3 separate regions of the Gossypium hirsutum genome follow, and regions 1 and 3 are each linked to region 2. Evidence: chromatin contacts called from public Hi-C data. All regions are on one chromosome and are shown on one strand. Each heading gives the region's core, a stretch centred on a gene start, on an enhancer-like site or on the middle of the called end of the contact. The rest is flanking DNA. Distances are from core to core; before and after follow the strand shown.

Evidence for each region. Hi-C and Micro-C count contacts between places; a contact is called where the count stands out from the background.
Region 1: a Hi-C map of leaf shows a contact between it and region 2, with 2.2 times the contacts expected there. The contact joins the promoter of LOC107912996 here to the promoter of LOC107913006 in region 2. A contact is called at or near these places in 2 of 34 Hi-C or Micro-C datasets (both in leaf).
Region 3: a Hi-C map of leaf shows a contact between it and region 2, with 2.1 times the contacts expected there. The contact joins the enhancer-like site here to the promoter of LOC107913006 in region 2. A contact is called at or near these places in 2 of 34 Hi-C or Micro-C datasets (both in leaf).

What each region holds. Positions count from the first base shown.
Region 1 is chrA11:24,995,534-25,000,142 of Gossypium_hirsutum_v2.1, forward strand. LOC107912996 reads right to left here and starts at 2,302. Exons shown (of 7, transcript XM_016841395.2): 1 at 1,876-2,302; 2 at 959-1,347; 3 at 830-860; 4 at 623-696; 5 at 355-512; 6 at 1-34. The coding sequence starts at 2,041.
Region 2 is chrA11:25,150,633-25,155,257 of Gossypium_hirsutum_v2.1, forward strand. It overlaps LOC107913006 (zinc finger CCCH domain-containing protein 6), which reads right to left and starts at 2,277. Exons shown (of 4, transcript XM_016841430.2): 1 at 1,918-2,277. The coding sequence starts at 1,977. It overlaps LOC107913007, which reads right to left. Exons shown (of 4, transcript XM_041081450.1): 3 at 4,158-4,487; 4 at 3,528-4,079. The coding sequence starts at 4,205. The coding sequence ends at 3,585.
Region 3 is chrA11:25,288,989-25,293,401 of Gossypium_hirsutum_v2.1, forward strand. No RefSeq gene overlaps it. Among protein-coding and RNA genes, the nearest start is that of LOC107911389, 21 kb to the right of the region's middle. Within about 2 kb of position 1,528, at least 5 of the 9 cell types and tissues checked have an H3K27ac peak or open chromatin away from gene starts, as enhancers often do. A contact at or near this core is called in leaf, where this site is marked.

The DNA.
Region 1 (4,609 bases), core at 1,052-3,551, 160 kb before region 2:
GCACATCCAATCTCCACTACGCCATTGCTTTGCTCTGATAAATGAAGTTAAAGCATTAGTAGATCTAAAAGCAATCCTCTGAATCTCAAATTAAATATCATATTTGCAAAATATGAGAGTCAGCAGTTTAATGCAAAAACAAAACCCTGCACATAGACCTGATTGAATTTTAAACACTGTTCACGATACAGTATCAAGTAAGTGACCATATCTTTAGCATACAATCAACGAGAGATAAGACAACTGGAAATAACAAATGAGTAAAATACTAGATTTTCTCATCACTTGTATCTATAATTTATCCTAGATCAATGACAAGCATATATATAAGGGGCCAATTTACTCCATATTTACCCTTTTCCAAGAAGGGTTGGTGCTGCAGCTAGTTGAGGAAATGGAATTGGTAACTGCCAATTTGAAGCTGCACCGGGAGGATATGCCCCAGATTTTGGGTCAGTATTAGCTTCTATCATTTGCTCAAACCCAGGATACAGCTGTGGCTGCTCAGTACCCTGCAGATGCAGAAAAGGGAAACGCAGCAGTTCATGAGTGGTCAAATGAGTCAAAACATGCTGGATAAATAACATTGATTATAAATGCAAAACCGAAATTCAGCCCTCACATGTCCTGAATTCAATCTTTTGTTATCCCAGTTATGTACAAATTCTTCAGATGCTAATCGCTTGGTTCCAAGGGCTACATACCCCAAAAAGGGAAAATAAAAGAGATGAAAAAAGTTAGTGGCAACAGAACCGACCGGCAGGTTGAAATTAAGCACTGGGATCAGAACAATGCGAATGTAGGTTCACAGGCCAGAAACAGAAAGTACCTCGTGGTATAGATGCATTGCAGTTTTTGCACTGCAAAAATACTAAACTGGATCAGAACCATAAGGACATTGTGTGCATTGTAGAATTTGTGACAAATGTTAAATCCAGTTGAAGAAATAAGATAATACCTGCGAACGTGAAGAGTAATTATGGAAGCCACAGTTGCACATCCAGTCACCATTTCTCCATCCTTTTGGAACAGAAAGAGACTGATTACAAGGAAACCTGGAAGTTTGGTTTCCAGCAAGAGGCCATGTAGACGCTGACTGAAGTCCACAATTATCAGCCCCCACTACAGACCAGTTGGAACTCAAAGGAAGCGAGCGCTGGGGAGCACCACTGCCTACAACTCCAACATTTATCTTTTGTTCCAGTGCTCCTAGGGCCCTGGCAAAATAATGGGAATAAGTTGGGAGAGAAGCTCCAGGGATTGCAATTGCTGGCATTGCTGCTATCTCCTTTGGTTGCCCGCACTTTTTGCACTTTTCTCTCGATGCATAATTGTTGTTAGTGCAACCTATTGATCCATTGCCACACACACCCCCAACCCACAAATACAGCCACGAAGAGGAAAAGGAAGCCAATTATACGCACACCAAGCAGTTCATATACACATACAAAAAACACAAACCACTCGACCTAATTGTTATTCATTTCCCAGTCCCAGATTCATAAACCACATATTGCAAAGGCAAGTTTCTCAACAATTGATATCAAAACAGTTGATTTATTACGGCAAGTTAACAAAACTAAATCGTAAAACAGGTTCATTAAAACGCTCCCAAGTCATTGTTTAAGATAACCCATTGCAAATCTTTACTCAGGAAAAGCAAATATCTTATATTTACATACCCTTAATGAAATTCCAACTTATTATCAAAATTCAGAACGCAGAATCCAACTGGCCCCCGAAACCCATCTTCGATATCTATTATTAAGCTTGATGGTTGAATTAAAACATAAGAATAAAAGCAAAACCCAGTTGAGTCAACACAAAAAAAGAAAAAAAAATGAAGATAGATTTAAAAGAGAAGTATAAACTGACCACTGCAGATCCAATCACCTATACGAGGGAGCCACTTAGAGTCAGCTGGAGTTTTGGTGTCAACAAGAAGACGAGGCTGCTTACATCTGTTACAAAAGGATCTAAAAGCGTAGTTCCTGTTCTTGCATCCGCTGCACTCCCAGTCCCCTTCTCTGCCTTCTCCCATTACTCCAACCCCCTCTCTCTCTCTCCCTCTTTCTCTTTATCTAGTGAGAACTATAACCAATGAGCTTGTTGCTTTAGAAGCTGAACAAAAGGAGGGGGTCTTCTACTCGGTAGAAGAATGAAAAACTCGCTGCAAATTATATGGAAGTCTGGGGAATGAAATCGAGCATTTCAGTAAATTATTTCTCAGACAGGGTCTAAAACCAGGACACAGGAAATCAGGGCCATGAGCCTAATGTTTCTGTCTTTGGGCTATGTTTTGGTTCCATTATCATCGTCTTCTTTTTTTGGCCCAATTATTAGCAATTATGTTGGATGTTTATTGTTTAATGCTGGCAGCACCATCAGTCGAAATCCTTGGTTCGTGGCTAGACTGTTGATGTGGATGGCATATTGAGAGGAGAGGTGTTACAATAATAAACTACATTCTAAATAGTAATCAACTAGTTTTAAATACAAAATTAATCAACTTTATTTATTATAAGAACATGGAGGGCATAAATAATTAAAAGAAAAAAGAAAATATTTGGAAAATGAGATTTTTTTTATCCAGTCATGATATTCGCTAAATTAGGCAATTATGTTGTTCTTTTATTTGACTTTTTAGGTTTTTTTTAAATTAGGGAAATAGACCGATTTTGTAGAGAGAGTATGAAAGCGTATTCAATCGAGTGCGCTCTCTGTAGAGGTGGCAGGAAAGAACGTCTAGTTGGGCATGCTTTCACACTATCTCTCCTAGGGTTAGAGTTTTTTTTGTTAGGGTTAGGGTTTTTGAGGTTTAGAGTTATGGCTTTAGGGGTGAAATCGTAAAAGTTTGTAGGTAGATTTGAGAGGTTGGGGATGCGATAACGCACTTCAAATCACATACATTACATATGTCATGCTGGGATAGGATTATTACCTCATAAACCCATCTTGTGGAAGCCAGGTTTCGAGGTGACAGTGCTTGATATGATCACGGGTTGAAGTCTAAGTGGAAGTCCTAGTTGCCGGCCTTGATGCGATCACATGTTTGTGTATAACTAAAGGTTAATTGACGATCGTTATGCGGTTACGAGTTCAAGCTTTTTTGATACCATCAAATGATGTCATATATATACCATACATAAGATTGAGGTCATAATTATAAGGAAAAATTGAGGGCTTTCCGGTGTAATCAACATAATTTTTTTCTCTATTTCCAAGCAACTGGTATCTTTAACATTTCATTCTTATTCGAAGCCTGACATTGAGGTGGACACAAAAGGGCTCTCAGGCAGAGAGGACTGTTTCGACGAAAGTAGATGTTAAACTCAGGTCGGCACGACAACTGTTGTAGTTATTAATGGATTGTTTAATAACGACACCGTCGTCACCCCGAAATGAGCATCACCTTTATTGTACCGAAATAGTCGTTCCTCGTCTGAGAGTCATCTTGTGTCCACGATGATGCTAACCTTCTGATAAGAAGAAATGTTAACGATACTGACTGCGTGGAAATAGAGAAAAGAATTATGCTGATTATAGCGAGATGCCCCACAGTTTTTCCCTATAATTATGCCATCAAACTTTTGTATGATATTTATAAGGAAACATTCATGGTTATCCTAAAAGTTTGAGCTTGTAGCCGCATAACGACCATCAACTGGCTCTCCCGTTATACTTTGATCTATGACAACATAACAGTCGTAAATTGAGAACTCTATGTAGACTTCCACCCGTGACAGTACAAAGCAAAATAACTTCAGAACCTAACTTCCACATGATAGGTTTCAGAGGTAATGGTATCATCTTGACAGGATATATGAAATGTGTGCATCTTGAAGTGATATCGCATCACTGACGACTCAAGAATACCTCAAATCAAAAATTATATAAGCGACGAAAATTTTTAACATTGAAGCGAGGAAGAAAACAGAGAGAGAGAAATATTGTAAAGTGAAGTGATGAAAGCCGGGAGAGATGATATTTTTGGGATGTTAGAGTAAGGAGGGGGAGCTTCTTTTTATGACTCGGGAGAAGGGTGAGATTGCAAAGGAAAAAATCTCATTGTCGAAAACACATTGCAAGACTATCGTTTTCATCGAATATCTTTAAAATATGTTTCGAATCTGCAAAAAAATTGTCGAGGTTGGGTACTTTTTTTCAGACTTTATGACAATGTTAGTGAAAACTCGTCCAACTAGGCTCGTTTTCCTGCTATGTCAGCATGGAAGCTCGCCCAACTAAACGAGTTTTCACTAATATTTTCATAAAGTCTGAAAAAAAGTACTTGACCCTGAGAATTCTGGGTAAAATCTGAAGCACGTTTTGATGCGCTGAATGCCCTCTGAAGCATGTGTCTAATTTCAATTAATAATTTGTAAAACACATTTTTGAGCACCAAAGAGTGTTTCATTACCATTATTCGATAAAAGTGCTTCCTCATAAACGAATTTTGAAGCATGTATTACTTCTCTCATTGTTTTTGGTTCTAAATATCTAATTCTTTTTAAATTGAAATGAGTCGACGAGTGAAATTCGTTATTTACTACAACGGTCAAATCTATAATATAGAAGTCGAGGTTGTATTTGCAAGAGCCCAATCTAT
Region 2 (4,625 bases), core at 1,027-3,526:
ATAACAAATTCTATTGCGACAGTATCAATGCTACCCTGAACCAAAAACTATACTAGACATCCAAACAAACCTATCGAATGAAGTTCATGTTTCAGCCAATCAGTTACCTATGAAGTTATTTATGTCATCCTTGTTTAATTTCATCAACTTTCTTAACTACTTCCCCCCTCAGGTACATAAATCTATAAAGGACTATCTTATAGCCTATTAGGCATCAACTCAAATTTATGGAGTGCCTACCACAACTGTCATATAAAACGCAGAGCAGAAAAGTAGATTTCCAAACAAATATTAGCTACCAAAAACAATTCTTCATGCACAAAATTAACCAGACAGAATCACTATTCATATCATTGAACTAGGTGCCTAAACTGTATAAACTTATACTAGCATCCACCCAACATGTCTGCCATGTATACAGGCATGACAAGAATTAATGAAATGAACTTGCCTGCAAGATCCTAAAGCTGTATGATCAAGTAATTGTCTAAGAATCAACCTACCACACTATTTGCATGTTTGAAGTAATCAAAGATAGTAACTACAGGGAACAAAATGAAACTAACAAAGTTGAACCTCCCTGGCATTTTGAATCACTGAAACATGACAGAATCAGCACTCAACTTAGGAATACATCACGAAATCAGTGCATTTCCATATAACTTTTTAAGACAAATTGCATCTATCATATACCATATCTATAGCTGGCGTCGTCGAACTAAACAATCAAGTCTAATGCAAGCAAAATCAATTTTCTTTAACAAAGTCAACCTCACTAGGCTCATTATGATCACTGGTCAAAATTAGTTCTAGTCAAACAGTCCAGGAGCAAAACATCAGCTTCACCAAGCCCTGAATACTTCACTACTAAATTTTATACTTGACAAGAACTTAGATTATAAATACTTTACTACTTCATATTTTCTTATGCCTAGATTATTTCAAAATACTTCACTATTTCATCAATGAAATAATGCGTGCTTAACAGGAACTTTTTATTAAGAAGTGAGCATAAGCAACTTTTTATTAAGAAGTGAGCATAAGATATAAAAGTTTTATTTTTCACCATATCAATAAGTTTTTTATATCACTATTATGCAATTTTTAAACATACCTTGTTCCTTTTAGAATTTCAGGAGGATAGAATCCAACATAATCACTAAAGAATGAACACATAGCAAAATCTTAAGTTTTTTTTTTTTTGGCCTCAAAATGATCAGTGCTTATTCAAAGCTGATGAAAAAGCTCTGCTTACTAGTGCCAAAGTTCTTAGAGTATATCATAATATAAAAATAGAGTTAAGATTTATAAGACAAATAGGTTCCTTTAGCATCTAAATTAAGGGTAAAAAACAGGAATATAATCGTATGATTCAAGATTTTCTGGATAATTTAAACATAGTTTTAATTATATATAATTACAAATATATTGGGGATCATTAAATGCAATTTTGTTCCGGCTTTTGTCAAATGATTTTTAAGAGAAGCCCCAAATTAGTTTTCCAATTTTATTCCACTTAACAAATTTTATCAAAACGATTTTTCTGGAATTCATTAATTATTCCTCTCTTTGTCATATACCATTCTTGTTTTAAGAATCAATTTAAATATTAACATTATTTTAAAACAAATTATAATTGATGGCACCTCTGAAAGCTGCATCAGTATTTCCAAAATCAAAATTATTTTTAATCAGATTGTTAAAAGTTGACAACTTTGAATAATATTCCAGATTTCCAGTTAAAATAAATATAAATCGGTTGCAATTTTTATAAATGGAAAGGTAAAATCAAAGCTAAAAGTATTATCAAGAATCAAATATCAATTTAAGATTTTTCTTTTTCTATTAAAGATCTGTTGAAGAAAAGGCAATGAAACCAGTAATGATTGATCGAAGATATAATGACGGCGGCTATACCTGACAAAGATTAACACCTGGAGCCCAAGAAACCCTGTTCGATTTCCGCGATCGCTTCATTTTTTTATAAAAAATCTCAAACCAAATATCGATTCCTTTAACGCTTGAAAAATTATCCCTACTAAAGATTCGACAATCGTAGAAGATAAGAAAAAAAACTTTAAAAGTTCAATCAGATTAAGAACTTAATCCGATTATATATTTCAAAAACCCTTTGAAGATCCAATAGCCAGTTATTGAAAACCCTAAAAAGAAGTAAATTTTTAGAGGAAAAATTATCTCGTTTCTGAGAAATTTTTTTTTTTTTTTAAGTTGAGAGACGCGACTTATCGAAAATGATCTGGAGAAGAAAAGTGAAAACCCTAGATAGCAGCCCTAATTTTCCTATTTATAAGTGAGGAGTCGGCGTCATACGCGGAAGGTGACAGCTCAAATAAATATTATTAATAAATACGAATTCAAGTGGGTCAATATCTGACGTGGATTAACATGTACGGTAAATTTAAGGTTAATTGTTTTGGTTACGTTGATGTACGTTTTTCAGTTATGGTAGATTTGTATTTTCTTTCTAATTGGAATATTGATAGAATTATAATTTTTTAAAAATTCAATTTATCATTAATCTCTCTTCTCTCATACTATTTTTTACCAATACAATATTTAAATGAAAATGAAAATTGATAATATTAGAATCCAGATTTTCAAATAGTTCTTAACTTTATCTCTTTTTTTGGGTAATTTATCTTTTATGATTAAATTAGATTTATAAACAAAACGGACATAGACATACCATAAATATATTCATTGTGCCGTCGAAGATGACGGCTATACCTTCTTTCAACCTTTTGATGGACCATCCTTAGGGCTTAAGGCTTAGCCCATAATTACTTTTGATTTTTTATCTATATAATTGCTACATTTTCAAGGCTTAACTATAAATTTTATCCTTTAATTATTTTTTATTAAAAGTGGTACATAAATTATTAATTTATCTTATTTATTTATAGAAGGTTAATATATCATTTAGACTCCGTTTGTTTGCAGGTAAAATATTTTCCGGAAAATGATTTCTGGAAAATAATTTCTTGGAAAATGATTTACTTTTCTGTTGTTTGGATGAATCTGTGTAAAATATTTTCTGTTGTTTGGTAGATTTCCTGAAAATATTTTCTTGAAAAGTTGTTTTAATAAAAATTTATATATTTAAAAATTTATTATCTTTTCTTTGTTTGATTGAGTTTACTTTATATATATATATATATATATATATCAATAAATTTATATTTTAAATTATTTTTACGTGAATTGCAATGATTTATTTATTTATAAATAAATCATTTTAAATATATAATAATACTCAATTATTAAATTAGAATATTAATCGTCATAAATTGAAAACAACCAAAGTCAAATAAAATTATTTGTAATTGTGTTATAAAAAAATAAAAAATAAGGATTGAATAATTATAAATTAGCTTCCAAACCACAATTAATACTAGAAATTAATAATATTATCCAAATACATAATTAGTATTACACCACATGATAACAACAACATTATCCAAGTGCATAACTAATATTACACTATATGATAACTAATATTACACCACATGATAACAACAATAGTGCATAACTAATATTACACCACATTAAAAGTATCAATATCTTCAACCTTGAGAAAATTTTTGAAGCCAAATTTTTCTATGCTTCTTACTTTTAACTAAAAAAGCTTTTGCCTCAGATTCATGACTCACTAAATAATCAAACACAGAACAAAGGAAGTCATCATCAAATCCTTCTACCTCCATTGACATCACTTCTTCGTAAAGATGTGGTGTCTTATCCGCAGTAAATTGTTCCAAAACATTAGCAATTTTGCCAAGTTGTTTACCCACAAATTTAATTTGTTCATCATTGACACTTTCTTGAGCCTTTTTTCTTTTATGTTTGGATGTGCCAGATGAAGATACATTTGTTCTTACCTCTTCAGTCGCTTCATTCTCGCAGTCTATAGGCACTGAATCTATGTTATCATCATCCAAATCTATGTCAGCAAATGTTCTGACAAAACTCCCTGTTGCCATATCTTTGCCAACAACCAAAGCCATTTCATCATAATGATCAATGCTTTTATTCAAAAATGGCTCATACTTCTTGTGCATCTATTGGATATTATACAAAATTAGAATAACAAGTAAAAAATAATTGAAATATACTTACCATAAATATACATATATTACCATTACTGCTGCATCATATGTCGCTCTATCACATGTGATCATTTTCATGTTATCATCCCATCCAAAACCACTTTCACCCCGAATTGTGCATATAATCTGCCACTATTTTTTTACAGTCCTCAAATGATTTTCCACATGTTTTGAATCGCATTGGACTTGAAATTTTCAGAAATAGCTTCGACAACTCGATTAATAGAAACTGCTTTAAAAGTATTAGAAGGCTTATTTCCTTTCTGGGCCTCCTCTGCTAAAATTTCAAGAAAAAGATGTTCCATCAGTTTTGTCCACCTGAATTGCTTGGAGGTCCCTTCTTTGTTGCCCTTACCCATTCTACATTAATAATTGTCATTGTCAATCATTTCAATATCCAACAAGCTTAAAACATAATAAACTCAATATCTAACAAGCTTGAAACATAATCAATATCTAACAAAATCAAGACATAATAATTTCAAAATCCAACAAATA
Region 3 (4,413 bases), core at 278-2,777, 140 kb after region 2:
GAAAACTGCACCTAATTTTAGAAAAATAAATTGGTCACACGGCCTAACACATGGACGTGTGGTTGGCCGTGTGACCCAAGTCAGGGAGTTACACGGGGTAAGACACGGCCTGAGGCACGAACATGTCATGGGACCACATGGGCGTGTGTGACCCCTGTACCTAAGAAAAATTTTAAAATTTTATGAAAAATTTTCTAAGTTTTTGAATTAGTCCTGAATTGATTCTAATACTTGTATTGGGTCTCGAGGGTCCATTTAAGGGACATTATGAATAATCTTGAAAAATGTATAGCATTTGACAAGAATTATTTGTAAATAATCCAAAAATTTCAGTAATACTCTGTAACCTTGTTCCGGCAACGGATATGGGTTAAGGGTATTACAAGCCTATCCCAAATAAAAATGTTAAAATCCGAGCTCGGCCTGGTCCATTCATATTAAAAAAATTATATTGTTTTTTATACAAAAATAAATTTTAAAAATATAATACATCAAATACACTAAAAACATTAAAATAAATATTTCCTAACAAATGGAAAAAATAAAATATATATATACACTTAAATAACACTAACATAAGTGGAACTTAGCAAACAAATACCTCTAATATAGTAGCAAAATTAATAATAAAACAAGAATTATACAATATCTAAACAATAATAACAAAATCGGAACAATATAATAACAAAACAATAAAAAAAAAGCAACAAAAAAACAGCAATAATATTTTTTTTACAAATTCGGACCGGGCTAAACTCAAGATAAAAAAATTTATATGAGATTAAACCCATTTAAAAAAGAGTATTATTTTTTTATTCAAACTCATTTTCTAAGTTGATAATTTTATCCAAATTATCACATAAATAACCGTCGGGAGGAGAATTCTAGTAATGTCTTGCATGAAAAAGTTAATAAAAGAATGGGTATGGTTGGGTTTGTTGGGTGGTATGATTGACCATCATTGTTCTTCAAAAGGATGCTTTTGTTTTGGTCAACCATTACAATAATTGCTATGCATGTTCATCCGCCTCCCTCTCTCTCTCTGATGAAAATAAATAAATAAATAATGCTTAGGGGCGCACTTAACATGAAAATTCTGGGTTGGTCGGCCCATAAGCTTAGATCCATACTCCGACCAAGTTCGACAAAACATGTCTAAAAGTTTATTATGGCAACAATAAAGCCTATCAAAATATGAAAATTTAATGGCAAGTTTTGAGTTTGTTTTCACCAGATTTTTATTTTAGGTAATTGTGTGAGTTTTTTCGCATTTAAAATATTATAAAATTTTTAAAAAAATTATTACATCATTTTTTAATATTTATATTTTTAATATTATACTATACTTTTATAGCTAACCATTTAATCTTGCTTATAAAATTTAAAAACTTTACTAATTGTACATTAAATATTATTCTTTTAAAATAATATATATAAAAGAAATATTTTGGGCATGGGCAGGGAGATGAGATTGATCATAATTGGTTGACTGCACTCATTTGGAGAAACGTGATTGGGGATACTTTGTTGGATACCTGATTAAGACGTTTCCTTTGAGTTGGGTTCAATTAAATCCTTTCCTTAATGGGGTTTGTTTTTGACTTTATCTGATTTAAAAGGCACAAAATAATTGTTGAAATATTGAGTAAAAAAAGAAAAACTAAAACATAGAATTTTATTGTTGCCTAGCGTTGATTTAATCAACTATGAAGACATTAACGTGTAATACTTGGGGTCGTGGTGGTTGTGTTCTGAGTTAGAATAAATATACAGTTAATTAGTGTGATGCAGGTTTTATGTGCTTTAATTCATGAAACCATAATTTTTACAAAATTGACAGGGTCATGTTTTGTTTTTATTTGATAATTTATTAATTCTAAAACATGGAGAAAAGAAGTTAAAAATGATACTGTCTAAACTGAAGAGGGGCGAGGATCCATTACAAGTATCATTAATTTTTACTCCTTTTAGGGTTCAAATTCATGATATCCCAATAGGGTTTTTTTGTGAAAATTTAGCTGTACAGTTGGATAATTTTATAGGGGTTTTCTTGGAATATGATGGGTCAAACCTTAGAAAAGAAAATCGTAATTATATGAGGGTAAGGGTGCAGATTGATGTTAGAAAGCCGCTAAAAAGGAAGAAGCAGATCATGTGAACATCCGTCTCCTTTTTGTTTCTTTTGTGGACGTTTGGGACATAGCAACTCTTTCTGTGAAACTAAAATGATGTTAGGGGTGGAAGTAGCTGAAATGAGCTGGGATTTATCATTACGGTCAGAAACTAAAAGGGCACTCTCGATGAACGGGTTAGAAAAGAAAGGGGTGGAAAAGTCGTTGACCCAATTTTGGGATTTTTAACATAGAAGTGGGAAGTCAGTCGCTAGCTCAACGGAAGGACAAAACTTAGTGCAATCAGATGCGAATGGTTATGGAGCATGATTTGATGGGGAATAAAAGGAACAGGGGAGAGATGGAAGATGCAACCAGAAATATAGTGTGGTAATGTGCTGACAAGGAATAGAAGATTGGGAGAAGTTAATCCTTTATCATCGGCAGCAGCCAAGAGGCAAGCCGACCGGGCGCAATGAAAATTATAAGCTGGAACATCCGAACATCCCAATTCCACGGACAGTTAAAAGACTTCGGCATTTGCTGAAGATTCATAATCCCCATATTGTCTTCTTTAAGGAGACAAAAGTTAACACAAAACAGATGGAACGAGTTCATAGAAGAAGTGGATTTATAAATAGTATTGAAGTTAATCCAGAAGAAACGAGAGGAGGATTGTGTTTAGCATGGAGGGCTGATTTTAATATAACACTTCAAAGTTTTTCTAAAAGACACATTGATGTGATAGTTGAAGATAAGGAAAAAGGAACTAATTGGAGATTTACTGGATTCTATGGATCTAAATATGCGCAAGATAGAAATGATGCATGGGATATTTTGAAAAGTTTAGCTTGCGAAGTGGCTACTCCATGATACAAATCCCGCTTGCAGAGACGGAGCACGAGGATACTCAAGTTTGGAAGGGGGAATTATCCGGTAAATATTCAGTATGCAGCGCCTATAAACTATTACAAGATGCTAATCTGGGGTCTGAAACTAAGGAATTTTACAGAAAATTATGGAGCCTAAAACTATCCCCAAAAATTGCAATCACTATCTGGCGAATTTCCTGGGATTTCATTCCTAATCTAGCTAATCTTAGGTATAGAAGAGTTGCAACAAATGATAGATGTCCCCGATGCTGTTCTTGGACAGAAAATAGTCTCCATATCTTCCGAGATTGTCCTACAACAATAGAAGTTTGGCAGTTTGGCAGTTTATTCATTTAGCATGGGTTATGAATAACAGAAGTCAAAATCTGTGGGAGTGGCTAACCTGGGTATTCAAGGGAGGAACTGATGATCAAAGCCGACTTTTTTGTTACGCCTTATGGTTAATATGGTTCTCCAGAAATAAGTTTGTGCATGAAAGGGAAAAGACAACAGGAAGAATTTTAGCACAAAATATACAGGGGCACATGGCAGAATATGAAGGAGTACGAGCAATGACGAATACCAGTACAATGAGAAGAAATCACAAATTCCAGGAGGACATACCGAGAGTCACGATCTTCTTTGATGCAGCGTTTGACAGCAGAAACAACAGATCAGCAACAGGTCTGGTGGCTCGGGATCTGAGGGGGGAATTACTGGTACTCAAAACGATTGTTCACAACAGTGTCTCATCCCCATTTGCAGCAGAAGCATATGCATGTTTAGGAGGAGTGAAGTTAGGGATAGCATTAGAAGTTCAATCGATCAAGCTGATGGGAGATTCCAGAACAGTAATCAAAAAATGTCGACCGAGCTTAAATGATAAATCAGTAATTGGGGCTATCATCAGAGACATTCAAAATAAGAAATCTTGTTTTCAAGAAATTATCTTTCAACACATACACAGATCAAGGAACTCGCAAGCACACAGATTAGCAAAGGACGCTCTTGAAAGTGGAGAAAATTTTTACCTGACGAGAGAAGAGTTGAATAGCCATCATGTGGTTTCGGAGAGAAGGCGGCCACGGAATCCAGATTGAAGAAGAATAAGAAGGAAATAATTTCAAGAAGGAGATAGTAGGTAAAGTTTATCTGTTGAAACTAGTATTGACAAGACGGAATGGTGATTGAAACGACAAGTCAAGGAAAATAATGGAAGCCAGCCGTTTGATCTGATGAAGGCAGATTTTTAGGTTTACTTTTTTACTTTTTCATTTATCTCTTGTTTTTTCATTTAATGCTTTTCTTTTCCATTAAGTTAAACATTAAGTGCTGGTATTCACTATTACTTTAGTGTGGGCCGAATTTATTTTTTTAAAGTATTAGGATTGGGCTTAATGGTATATTGGGCCTCCATTTTGCTTTTTTCA